Linked DNA regions of Pan troglodytes: region 1 is linked to region 2. A link is a contact called in public Hi-C data. All regions are on one chromosome and are shown on one strand. The core of a region is the stretch at or near the end of the contact, and the rest is flanking DNA. Distances in the headings are between cores, read along the strand shown.

Region 1 (6,472 bases), core at 2,619-5,118, 140 kb before region 2:
TGGCCCTTAGCATGCTCTCTAGGAACTTTGCAAAGCAATGTACAAATGAGCCCAAATTAATAGAAACGCTACGGCTGCAACTGAATTGTAAAACTCAGGAAGCAAATATGAAGGTTTCCAGAATAATAAACTTTCAATCACGGATAGCTCAGTCTAGTTCCCGTGTCTGCTAAATAAATGGGCTAGTGCACATGGATGAGTGAGAAGCATGAATTTGATTTTCTAGAATTGTTAATGAAGTTTAGTTGAATACTCTTTTAAATCCTGGCCTGCTACAAAGATGACTGACATTGTTCAACTGTCCACGAATCCGCCTCATTTAAGTGACTGCACTTAAACCACAGGACTCATAATGGGGTCTTCCCCCTTGTTGTGTACAATCTGTACTTTCAAAATCGAAGAAATGGGGCAACTTAACACTATACTCAATGTTAAATAGGTTCTCTTATTTTTCCAACTTAAATCTGAAAGTTGCAAATTTTTCTTATATAAAGTAATTGTTCCTTATTTTATTTTTTTTCATTTTTTACTGCTTTTTGAGTTAGGGTCTCGCTCTGTCACCCTGGCTGGAGTGCAGTGGTATGATCATGGCTCACTGCAGCCTCTACCTCCTGGGCTCAAGTGATCCTCCCACTTCAGCCTCCCAAGTACCTGGGACTACAGGCACATGCCACCATGCCTAATTTTTTTGATTTTTTTGTAGAGACAGGGTCTCATTATGTTGCCCAGGCTAGTCTTGAACTCCTGGGCTCAAGAGATGCTCCTGCCTTGGCCTTCTAAAGTTCTGGGATTATAGGCATGAGCCACCATGCCCGGCCTATTCCTCATTTTAGTTCTCCTATCTACACAAGGTTTTTTAATATTTCTGGTATTGTAACAAGCTGTGGGTTAGAAAGGAAAACATTAGGTAACTTAGACATTAGATTTCTTTCACTTGAGGATCAAGTCCACTTAGGAATATTTTGGCTTTGTATCTGGTGTTCTAACACTATTAGTAGTAGACTAATACTATTTGGTGTTTGAAATATGAAGAAACAAGATCTTTATATTCCAGTTCTGTTCCCAAGTCCCTTTGTTCTGTGTATGAATTCAGTATGAATTAAAATAAAATAGAAAAAGACTCCAGCCTGTTTACCTTGACCTCTTCTAATCTATAATCAGGAGGAATTGTTTCTTCTTTTTCACCAAGCTTTTCACGGTCTTCTTCTTTAGCCTTCTCCTGAAAAAAATTATACCATTTTCATTGTTAGCATGTTTTTTTCTCTCTATAAAATTCATGCCTGAGTGACTAGATTTGAGGTAAACAAATCTATCATTAGGTTAGGAAGTACATCTGACCATATGCTTAGTGCTCCTACAGCAACTTCATGTGGCAGGCTCAGGCACCAGCAGAAAGCCTGCTGGCATGCAAGGCAGCTGTGAGGAGCAGCAGGCAGCTGCCCCTTCCTTCCCAAGTCCCAGCAATGTCAATGCAGGTGGGCAAAGATGAGACTCAGAGGCCTCCGGTCTGTGCATGTCGACCATCCACTGTGGGGGTTCAACACTGCAGCTTATTCAGGTTTAGCTTATTAAACAGGATATGCACAATAATAGAAAAGGCCAGCTGGTCATGTTTTACAGGAAATATAAAAAACAAAACAAATGACTAACTTATTTGCAGGGGGAGAAGGTGATCAATGATATTTATTTTCCAGAAGCATCTCAGTTGCCATTACCTTGACTTTATCCATCACAGGTTTTCCATCTTCTGGATCTGCTTCCTTTTTCCCCAGGCTATCAGCCAAGGCTTCTACAGCATCATCTGGCACTGTGCCCTTCTGAAAGTGCATTAGTGGATATATTAAGTAGGTGGTTAATCACTCCCTTTAAAACATATGCTATCAATTCAGAAAGGCATATCATTATTTCAGATAAAAGGCACATGCTATCTTTTAGTAACTCGAGTTATCAACTGAATTAGAATCTATGTTTAAAATACAAAACGTTTAACATTCGAGCAAATTTCTTATATTAAACATTGTGTGCAAATTATATGTTGATAATGTGAAACTTACGAGACCTGACCCAGAGTTGGTTTAGAAATAAGAAAGACAATGGACTGAGGTGTATCACAGATAAGTTGAATACCGGGAAAAAAGAAAGACGTGGTCTTTATGGAGATCATTCCATAGACGGCACAGGAAAGATTTTCAGAGAGCCCACAAGAGGCCATTCCTCTCCATTTCCTGTGGGACAGCCTGGCTTGTCTCAGAAGAGGAGGCTCGGAAGCCTGTTTTCTCCACAGGGCTTCTACTGACCAAAGGGGTTTCAGGGCTGGTTCTGGTGACTCTGCCTGTGACCAACTAACCTGAATGGCACAGTGAGAACTGTCTACCTGTGGTCTGATTGTTCAAAATGAAATGTACTCCCCCAAATGTAATGAACTCTGGCCATGCTGGTATTTAAAATCACACTGGGTGAACACAGAGGATGAATGGTGTCAAGGGAAAATAAAGGGAATCGTCTGTACATTAGTAGGTCATAAAAATCAACTTAATGGTTCATGGCCAGGACTTTTCTTTTTTAATGAAGAGGACAGGACCAGGCACAGTGGCTCACACCTGTAATCCATCACAGCATTTTGGGAGGCCAAGGCAGGAAGATTGTTTGGGCTCAGGAGTTTGAGACCAGCCGGGGCAACACAGTGAGATCCCATCTTTACAAAAAGTTTTAAAAAATTAGCCAGGCATGGATGGTGCATGCCTGTAGTCCCATCTCCTCAAGAGGCTGAGGTGGGAGGATTGCTTGACCTCAGGAGGTTGAGGCTGCAGTGAGCTGAGATCATGCCATTGCAGTCCAACCTGGATGACAGAACGAGACTCTGCCTCAAAAAAAAAAAAAAAAAAAAAATTGTAAAAGAGTGTGTGTGTGTGTGTGTGTGTGTGTGTGTGTGTATAAAATGCATCATACATAGAAGGGATAAATACTATTCTTTAAACTGTTGCTTCCAGTGTATGGGGATGGGGTTGCAATATCAATGAATTTCCCACTGTTGGTCTTGGTCAAACAAAAATGTAAAAGGCCTTGGGTCAAACAATCTCAGAGTTTAATCTTATTATTAAAATCTCTGACCTCACAATGAGCACCTATTAAAATTTTAGAGTAAAACTGTATTTCTGTTTTATATTTTAGCCATGATTTCAAGTAAGAAAAGCTGTTTTTCTGATAAACTGCACTGCAAAAGGAAAGATCACCAAAGAAAAGTGATTTAGCACCACCTAGTGGCTGAATACTGCATGGGTTTTCTTCCCAAGAGCTACAAAAAAAAAAAAAAAAAAAAAAAGTCCCTGAGGTTTCTAACCTGTTTGGGATTATACCTAAATTAAGTATTAAGTATTAAGAGTTGCAACACTCTAATCAAGGATATCAAGAGTTGCACTGGTACCCAAGTCTTATGCAAGCAATGTGAGTTGCTACATGATTTAAGACACCTGCTCACACTACAATTCTGTTTTCTCATACTCTATGCTACAGAATCTTTGGAAACCACTGCTTCCCCAAACCTGTGCCCTTTGCCAACCTCTTGCTTAAGAAATTACTGAAACAGTTAAAGAAAACCTAGGAGAAGAAGCAGACTTAAGAACAAAGGAATCTGGAGTAAGGACTAAAACTTCTATTTCTGTAGTATTTGATATTATCAAATTCACAACTACAACTCAGGTCTCTGGGTTTCCTTAATAAGTTTTCTTTTATACACACAAGAACCACCTAGGGAACGCATTCATCTCCTTCCTCTGGTCTGTCTTCCTTTACTCTCTAATCTTCATGCCTTTCTTGAGTCCTCTGACCTTTATTACACTCTACAGCTATTCTTTCTGGCATTCGATGGTATCACAATCCCAGAAATGCCAACTGCCTCAGTGACAGTAACCTGGGCAACCATGGCCAGAGTTGGTGGGGTTAAGGCCCTGGAAAGGAGGACGGGGAAAAGGAAAACAAGAGCTTTTTGTTTTGTTCTGGTTTGTCTGCTTTCTAACAATCCAATGCTCAGCTCTACAGTCAGGGTAAAGTTGAAAAGGAATTGAGCCCTCTAAAGCCCCGGCAGTCACACTTGGCAGATGAGGCAGGTGGTGCAGGTGCAGGTTTTGGTTACAAGAGTTCTACTGGGGAATGCTGGCTATTGTTGTTTTGACTCCAGTCACAGCCTCTTTGCCTGCTTTCTTCACCAGAGTCCTCCTAGAGTCCCTCCTCCTCTCCTGTTCTTTACCACTGTGGCCTAGCACACATGCTGTAAAAAGTACCTGAAGAGTACCCTGAAACCTCAAAAAACTGGGGAGGGCTCATATCCACACTAGTCTTGAAGACAGCTGAGAGCGGGGGCCATATCTTTCATCTCAACTGAGGCTCTGAAATATCAAGTGGATCAAGGTCAACTCAAAGCCTCATTTCCCTTATCTATTACAGGAAGATGATCAGGACAGACTTCATAGTGTCCTTGTGAAAATGTAATGAGAAGACATTGCAAAACATCTAGAGCAATGGCACAGCAGATGATGAAAGGTAGGTGTTCAGAGGGAAGATGTGCTAATTCTGTAGTAATGAAATACAATTGAAATATAATTCCATCAGATGTTATTCCCTGAGTCAAATTCAATCATTAACTAATGGAAAAAAAACACTAAAATCAAAAGGAAACAAAGATTCACCTTCTTAAATATCATACTTCATATGAAAATTAGAAAGTGAGAGAGAAGCACGAAAAGAAGAAGGAAAGAGAAAGAAATTCAGTCAGTTTCACCTCCTGCAGTGGGAAGAGTGGGCAGGAATCATAATGATTTTACTGCATGTTATTCTACCAGGAAAGTCAGTAAAAAAGTAACTTTGGGCTTTCGGTGGAAATCCATATAGGCTTAAAAGATGCAGAGAAGTGAAAAGGCAGGATTATCCACAATAGCTGAGGAACTAGAATTTCAGAAGAGTAGAGAAAAATACAGTTGGGAGTAATTTAATTAAAAATTTAAATCTTAGTCTGAATTTCTACGACACCCCTGAAGCCCAAAGAAACAACAGATACTATAATGATATCAGATTTTATTTTTAATTTGTCAGAATAAGATAAAATGATGGTAATACACAGCAGAGAGTGACAGGAGGAGGCAGAAAACTTTCTCAAGCCACTGCTCAAATGCCCAGGGAGTCACTCACCAAGGCAGCCGGCTCAGGGGGTGCTGACTGTATACTACACATGGAGGTCTGAGACACAGCCTCCGCCACAGGAGCTGGAGCAGTGGCCTTAGATTCCTGAGGAAAGACACAAGTACTCTCAATAAGTTTAGAAATATTTGGTTAATAAGACTGAGTAATGGTAGACCAACAAGACAATCCGCTACATTATATGGTGTGAACATGATTCTCTTGAATACCTAAGGATTGCTAAATAGTAAATAAGTCAAAGCATGCTAAAACTCTTCAGCTGCCATTTTTTTTCAACTTGGTTTTACTTCTCACCTCAGGCAGGTTACTGAAACTCATGAAACTGAGTTTCCACATGTGTAAAATGAGAACAATGACAGTATCCACATCTGAAGGGTTGGTAAGGGGCCTATATGAGACAATGCAGGCAAAGTGCTATGCATAGTACCTGGGAACACAGTTAGCTCAATACATTTGAGCAATTATTGCTATTATTTCTATTATTTATTTGTCATTATGTATAACAAATATGCCTATTATGTAATACAGCATTATGTAAAATATTGTATTTATATAAATCTAAGAGCACTTTATATACAGCTATGTAGGAATGGAAGGTAGTAGTAATAAGCCACAAGTTCTCAAAGTGTAATCCCTGAACTAACAGCCTCAGCACCATAAGGGAACCTAGAAATGCGGATTCTTAGACCCCTACCCCATGTACTAAGAAACTTTGGGGGTAGATTCTAGCAGTCTGTGTTTAAAAAAAAACTCTCCAGATGATCCTGATGCATGCTAAAGTTTGAGAACCACTGTCCCATCTTATTTTATCACAAGAATAAAGTTTCAAGGCTGGGTGTGGTGGCTCATGCCTGTGATCCCAGCACTTTGGGAGGCCAAGGAGGGTGGATCACTGGAGTCCAGGAGTTTGAATCAGCCTGGGCAACATGGCCAAACCCAAGCTCTGCAGAAAATACAAAAATTAGCCAGGCATGGTGGCATGCACCTGTAGTCTCAGCTACTCAGGAGGCTGAGGCAAGAGAATTGCTTGGGCCTGGAAGATTGAGGCTGGAGTGAGCCAAGACTGCGCCACTACACTCCCAGCTGGGAGAGAGAGTGAGACCCTATCTCAAGAAAAAACAAAACAAAACAAACAAAAAAAACAGAAGCAAACCTTTAAACAAATTGTTTTAAATCTAGACTTTTATGGAAGCCTATCCTATATGCAAGGTGCTCAGCAGATGGTCATTAATAGGATATGACCTCTTCGTTCAAGGAACTTACTACCCATTTAAACTTG
Region 2 (6,815 bases), core at 2,897-5,396:
CAGAGAGGGGCTCCCACAGTGCAGTGGCAGGCTGAAGGGCTCCTCAAGCATGGCCAGAGTGGACACTGAGGCCGAGGAGGTGCTGAGAGCAAGCAAGGGCTGCTAGCATGTTGTCACATCTCACTAAGACCAGGAGAATACCAGGCAAACCAGGATGGCTTTTCACCCTAGCCTGACTGCAAAGCTCTGTTACATTATCTTTAAGCCAAGAAGCACAGAGCTCAGATAGATCTCCCAGGAGGGCAAAGGACTCTCAAGAATATCCTAAGATGCTCAACATTTACCTTCTGCCTGAAAATCTGTTCTCCTCTCTGCAAGTGGGCCCTGGAGTTAGCCCTGCAGGACTGCGTGGATGGAGCTAAAGTCTCTGATCTGTTTTCCCATTCTAAGCCAAGCTCCTGCCACTGGCCCCCCTCAGTTAACACCCCTAGAAGATCCTTGTCCTGTGTGGAGAGCAGAGCCTTGTCCTATGTGGGACAGACCCCTGGTTCCTGTCCAGCTAGGCAAATGCTATTCCTTCCAGCTGAAGTAATCTCCAAATCCTCCTCCCTCCTTAAGACACCAGATAGAACTGCTTAAAAAATTAGAATAACCTCTACATCTTCCTAGTAAAATCCTTTCTCCTAAGAGTGGTTTTTTTTTTTTTTTTTTTTTGAGATGGAATTTTGCTCTGTTGCCCAGGCTGGAGTGCAGTGGTGTGATCTTGGCTCAATGCAAGCTCCGCCTCCCGGGTTCACGCCATTATCCTGCCTCAGCCTCTCGAGTAGCTGGGACTACTGGCACCCACCACCATGCCTGGCTAATTTTTTTTTGTATTTTTAGTAGAGATGGGGTTTCACTGTGTCAGCCAGGATGGTCTCGATCTCCTGACCTTGTGATTCGCCCGCCTTGGCCTCCCAAAGTGCTGGGATTACAGGCATGAGCCACCGTGCCCAGCCTCCTAAGAGTTTTAAAAGCAATATTATTGATGCCTGCATAAAGATTAAAATATACAAACTTCAGATGAATAATGTCCAAGCTCTGACCCTTTCTTTTTTTAGCTTGTCCTTTAGTAAATGATGACAATGGCATTTTGTAGGTGTTTTCCAGTTTGAATATACCCAAATAATCGCCATTTTTGTTGGGGGTTCCTAGCCTGAGGTTTCTAGATAGGACTCGGGGGGATAAATGAACCCTACCTAAAGTTGTGTGCCCTGTTGTGTGTGTGTGTGCTCTTTTATAGGGCAAGAGTCTGTAGCTTTTACTACATTCTCAGAGCAGTCAGTGATTTAGAGATAGTTGAAAATCACTGGTGTAGAATTAACAAAAAATCAACTTGGGAATTTTTTAATAAAAGGTGTCTTTATTTTATAAAGTGATTCACAGTAGCAACCTGTCCCAGTGTGTTAGCCTATGATTCAAGCAATGGCCTTGATGTGTCAACGGATTAAGACAGAGCCATAAGAAAGGTGTGGTCAAGGCAGCAACAGGGAAGTGTGTCTGAAAGCTCCATGGCACCATGCCCTGCCCTGCCATGAGAGAACCAGAGGCTTCGGACTCAGAGAAAAGAGTCCTGGGGTCCAAAACCCACTACCAAAAATTTTTTTGATAATCTTGGCCAGTGGTCAAGATGCTTGGTGTCTTATTTCTGGTGTATATGTATATGTATATGTATATGTGTGTGTGTGTGTGTGTGTGTGTATATATATATATATAGAGAGAGAGAGAGAGAGAAAGAGAGAGAGAGAGAGCGCTTGGTGTCTAAGAGGCCACACATTGGACCCTGGACCTCAGTTTTAAGTTCATACCCCAACTCCACATCCTGTAGCCACATGATTTTGGAGAAGTACCCTGACCTGCTAAGCTGCTGTTCTCTTCCCTGTAAAGTGAAGATGGTACCAGTGCCTACCTCAGAGAATCTTGGTGAGGATGGAGTGTGATGATACATGCAAGTTAATTAGCAACACAGTCTGTGCCACATCAATGTCCCAGGCACTAAAGTGGATGGTGGCCATACATGAGGCTGGAATTCCTGACTTCTAGAAGCTTCTTGTCAGGAGGAAGCTACTTGGTTGCTTTCTGTCTCTGACTCTTCAGTAGGACCTCACAGGCTGGAGAAGGGTTAAGGGAGGGGCTCCCTTAGGACACTGCCCTACAGAGCATCACTTCCATGCTTAGATAAACATCTTCTAGAGCTATGGATGAAGATTTAACACTTGGAGCCTGAGATGTAAACTGTGATGGTTAATACTGAGTGTCAACTTGATTGGACTGAAGGATGCAAAGTATTGATCCTGGGTGTGTCTGTGAGGGTGTTGCCAAAGAAGATTAATGTTTGAGTCAGTGGGCTCGGAAAGACAGACCCACCCTTAATCTGGGTGAACACCATCTAATCAGCTGCCAGCATGGCCAGAATATAAAACAGGCAGAAAAACGTGAAAAGACTAGACTGGCCTAGCCTCCTAGCCTACATCTTTCTCCTGTGCTGGATCCTTCCTGCCCTTGAACATTGGACTCCCAGTTCTTCAGTTTTGGGACTCAGACTGGCTTCCTTGCTCCTCAGCTTGCAGATGGCTGATTGTAGGACCTTGTGATCATGTGAGTTAATACTCCTTAATAAACTCTAATATATATTTATCCTATTAGTTCTGGTTGTCAAGAGAACCCTAATACAAGAACATTTACACTTGCCCTAGTATGAGTCACTGAGTTTCAGTGGCATGGACCTGTTCTCGGGACCCCTCTTTCCCAGAAAATGCTTGAAGCAAGAACCATTAAATAATAGGACGGCTGATAATCTCCTGATTCCCTACTCACTACCATACACCTCCACCTGACCCCTCTTAGGCTCCCTGGCCTGCTTCCCTGGGGCCTGGCGTGGTGGAGCAGGTTGAATTCTCCCTCAATGTGCGTCTCAGCCAAGGACAGCCCACACAATCCTTGTCTGTTTCATTCTCCCTGTTGCCATTGGCACATTAGCAAAGCAATCTGATAGACTGGACTATGTGAGCACACTCTGGGAGACAGCCCTGTGCAGCAGCACAGACAGTGCTGACTGAGTCAATGGGAGAGATGGTTATGGCAGAGTAAGGGGAGAGGAGGAAGTGAGACCTGCCTAGGGACTGCCAAATGCCATCCCATACAGCTGCTCTTTGGCTTACGATGGGATAAACTTACTGGAAATAGAAAATATTGTAAGTCAAAAATGCACTTAATACACCAAAGCTGCTGAACATCATAGTTTAGCCTAGCTTACCTTAAATATGCTCCAACAATTACAATAGCCTGTGGTTGGGCAAATCATCTAACACAAAGCCTGTTTTATAATAAAGTGCTGAATATCTCATGTAATGTATTGAATATTGTACTGAAATTGAAAAACAGAACTGAATTGCTGTATGGGTACTCCAAGTACAGCTTCTACTGAATGCATATGATTTCTGCACCATCGTAAAGTTCAAAAATCTTAAGTTGATCTATTGAAATTTGGGGGCTGCCTATACTAGGCTAAAGCCTACTCACAGCTCACTCAAGGCAGCGCTGAGGCCTCCCCAGTGCCCAAATTATTGCTTTTAAGTAACTAAAAGGCAAGAGAGTATAATGAACTCATTAGCCTTCTTAGTGACAGGTGCCTCATTTTACCAAGCTTAGGGTGGGAGCAGTACAAGATGATGGATCCTTTTCATAATTCAACTATATATATATATTCAGTTTTTAAAAAGAAAAAAGCACTGAGGAAGAGGGGTAATCTGGCACCCCTGGGGACAGGCTGGGCCTAGGCTTTGGATGGAGGTGGGTCCCTGGCATTATTCTTGGATTTCCTCTGAATCTTTGGACTCTGTTTCAGGTTTATCTGCCTGAATAGCTTCCCGTTCCCCACAGTGAATGAATCATTTCCTCTTCTAATCCCCTGCCAAACATTTCAAATCATGTTTCCTTTTCTTGGTTAAGTGCCTAAATTGAACTCACTGTGATGAAAAAGCAACCCATGGAAAACAGTTTTCATTCTCATTTATAAGCCTCCTGCCATAAGGTTTTTGGGAGAAGCTCGTGGGCATGTCCCGGCTGGATGCTTTTGCTGAAAATCCCTTGTCAACACTGAGGCACTGTCGTAGGTAAGATTGCACACAGCATCAGGAGTGAAAGGCCCTGATTCTGATTCACTTCACCGCAATAACCTAACGAGTCAGGCATTTGCCAACAGCTAACGCTCCATCCAGAGGGAAATGGAATCATTTGAGACAAAATGATGAGCTTCTGCTGCCATCTGGTGGAGTTCTCACCTTTAATCATGTTAATTAAAGGGTTCCTCACCAGAAAATGCTGTAGAGTTAGTGGTGGTTCTGGAAGGGGTTCCTTGGACCGGCAGCATTTGTATTACCTGGTCACTTACTGCTGATGATATATTGTTAGTTACTTTATACCTTAGATTCCTTCATTACAAAATAGACATAAAACATCTAACTCATAGGGCTGTGAGGATACCCAGCCTCACAATGCAGATAAATGAACAACAATTTAAAAAACAGTATAAGGCACCCAGTATTAAATCTAACAAAAGATGTGCAATTATTTTAAAAAGTATAAAATTTCATTGAAAGACATTTGGGAATACCTAAATATTTGCAGGCTCCACCCCAGACCTACAGGATTAAGATGTACATTGTAATAGAAGTCCCAGGTTATTTGTATAGAGAATAAAGTTTGAGGTACTTAACGTTTTCTCCAGGGAGATAGGTAGTTACTATTGTTGTTGTTGTTTTGTGCCTTTGAATACCCTTAAGTTGTTTCATTTAAAAATGCTTTAAAGACAATCATCAGAAGACAGAGTATGGATTGGAGGTTAAGAACACAGAATTTGGGGTCAGATAGAACTTGTTTTGCATCCCGTCCCCATCACTGACTACTGATAACATGGTGAGTTACTTAATCTTTCTGGCCCTTAGTTTCCTTAGCTAGAAAATGAACGTGAAAATATCTAACTCATAGGGTTGTGAAGACTTAAACAGAAAATACAGATAGCACAAATAGTAGTATTACAAAATCTGAAGTACCTAGTATTAAATCTAACAAAGGATGTGCAAATATGAAAAAAGTATGAAATTTCATTGAAAGACCTTCGAGAATACTTAAATGAAAGGAGAGATGAAACCATGTTCAAGGATAGGAAGAAAACTGTCAATCATCTTCAAATCCATCTATTCTAATGCAATTCAAATTATAACCTCAACTGGATTTTTATTGCTGAACTTGACAAGCTTATTTCAAAATTTGAATGGAAGAAAAGAGCTAGGAATAGACAATTCTGAAAGAGAAGAAGATGGAGAGGGTCACTCTACCAGATATCAAGACTTACTATAAAACTATAGTAGTTCAGGCAGTGTGCTATTGGCACAGTGATGGATGACTTGCCAGTGGAACAGAATAGAGAGTTCAGAAAGAGACTCATACATATTTGGAAATTGGATACATGAAGCAGTGGCATTACAAATCAATAGAACATGCATGGGCTAACTGATAAACATTAATTGGTTACCCATAGAGAAAAATTACATGTACTGTGTATTTACATATGTATATATGTGTGTATGTATGTATATATGTGTGTATATTTATTTAGACCTCTTGTTTATATCATACACAAAGATAAATTGTTACCCCGTTGATAAGAGATCTAAACATCTAAAGCAAAACTAAAATAAGTTTGAGGAAAATGCAGAAGAATTTTTGCATAATCTCAGTGTAAGAAAGAGCATAGTAACAAAATCCAGTAAACCAAAATTATAAAGTAAAAGATTGGATATATTTGATTAGATTAAAACTTATTTATTTCTTTAAACCGGTACAAGTGCAGATTTCTCTGTTTTTGTTTTATTTTCTTCAAATTTTAGATTCAGGGGGTATGTATGCAGGTTTGTTACGTGGATATATTGTGAAATGCTGAGGTTTGGGCTTCTATTGAACCCAACACCCACAGAGTGAACGTAGTACCCAGTAAGTAGTTTTTCAACTCTTGCTCTCTTTCCTCCCTCCCCGTTTTGGAGTCCTTAGTGTTATTGTTCCCATCTTATGCCCACATGCATGCAATGTTTAGCTCTCACTTATAATGAGAATATGTGGTATTTGACTTTCTGTTTCTGTGTTAATTCATTTAGGATAATGTCCTCCTGCTGCATCCATGTTGCTGCAAAGGATATGATTTCATTCCTTTTTAAGGCTAAATGGTATTCCACAGTGTCTAAGTATCTCATATTCTTCATCTAAGCCACCATTAGTGGGCACCATGACTTTGCTATTGTGAATAGTGCTGCCATGAACATACAAGTACAGGAATAGTTTTAGTAGAACTATTTCTTTTCCTTTGGATAGACACATGGTAATGGGATTCCTGGGTCAAATTGTAGTGCTATTTTTAGTTCTTCGAGGAAACTCCAAACTGCTCTCCACAGTGGCTGAACAAATTTACATTTCCATCCACAGTGTATAGGTGTTCCCTTTTCTCTGCATCCTCACCAACATCTGTTATTTTTTGACCTTTTAATAATAGCTATGTGATTGGTGTGAGATGGTGTCTCATGCGGTTTTGACTTGCATTTCCCTGATTATTAGTGTTGTCGAGCATTTTTCCATATGCTTGTTGGCTGCTTGTATGTCTTTTTTTGAGAAGTGTCTGTTCATATCCTATGCCTAATTTTTAATGGGTTTTTTCTTGTTGATTTAAGTTAATTATAGATTCTGAATATTAGTCCTTTGTCAGATGTATAGTTTGTAAATATCTTCTCCCATTTTGTAGGCTGTCTCCTTACTCTGTTGATAGTTTCTTTAGCTGTGCAGAA

The links. Hi-C and Micro-C count contacts between places; a contact is called where the count stands out from the background.
Region 1: a contact with region 2 is called in a Hi-C map of stem cell-derived neural progenitor cells, with 4 times the contacts expected there. The contact joins two enhancer-like sites. A contact is called at or near these places in 2 of 7 Hi-C or Micro-C datasets (induced pluripotent stem cells and stem cell-derived neural progenitor cells).

What each region holds. Positions count from the first base shown.
Region 1 is chr4:94,422,342-94,428,813 of NHGRI_mPanTro3-v2.0_pri, reverse strand. CAST (calpastatin) reads right to left here. Exons shown (of 33, transcript XM_063811404.1): 21 at 5,185-5,280; 22 at 1,716-1,817; 23 at 1,136-1,219. It overlaps ERAP1 (endoplasmic reticulum aminopeptidase 1), which reads left to right. Exons shown (of 20, transcript XM_063811399.1): 20 at 4,444-4,466. The coding sequence ends at 4,451. Among named protein-coding and RNA genes, the nearest start is that of ERAP1, 55 kb to the left of the region's middle. Within about 2 kb of position 3,868, at least 5 of the 24 cell types and tissues checked have an H3K27ac peak or open chromatin away from gene starts, as enhancers often do. A contact at or near this core is called in stem cell-derived neural progenitor cells, where this site is marked.
Region 2 is chr4:94,284,007-94,290,821 of NHGRI_mPanTro3-v2.0_pri, reverse strand. No RefSeq gene overlaps it. Among named protein-coding and RNA genes, the nearest start is that of CAST, 48 kb to the left of the region's middle. Within about 2 kb of position 4,146, at least 10 of the 24 cell types and tissues checked have an H3K27ac peak or open chromatin away from gene starts, as enhancers often do. A contact at or near this core is called in stem cell-derived neural progenitor cells, where this site is marked.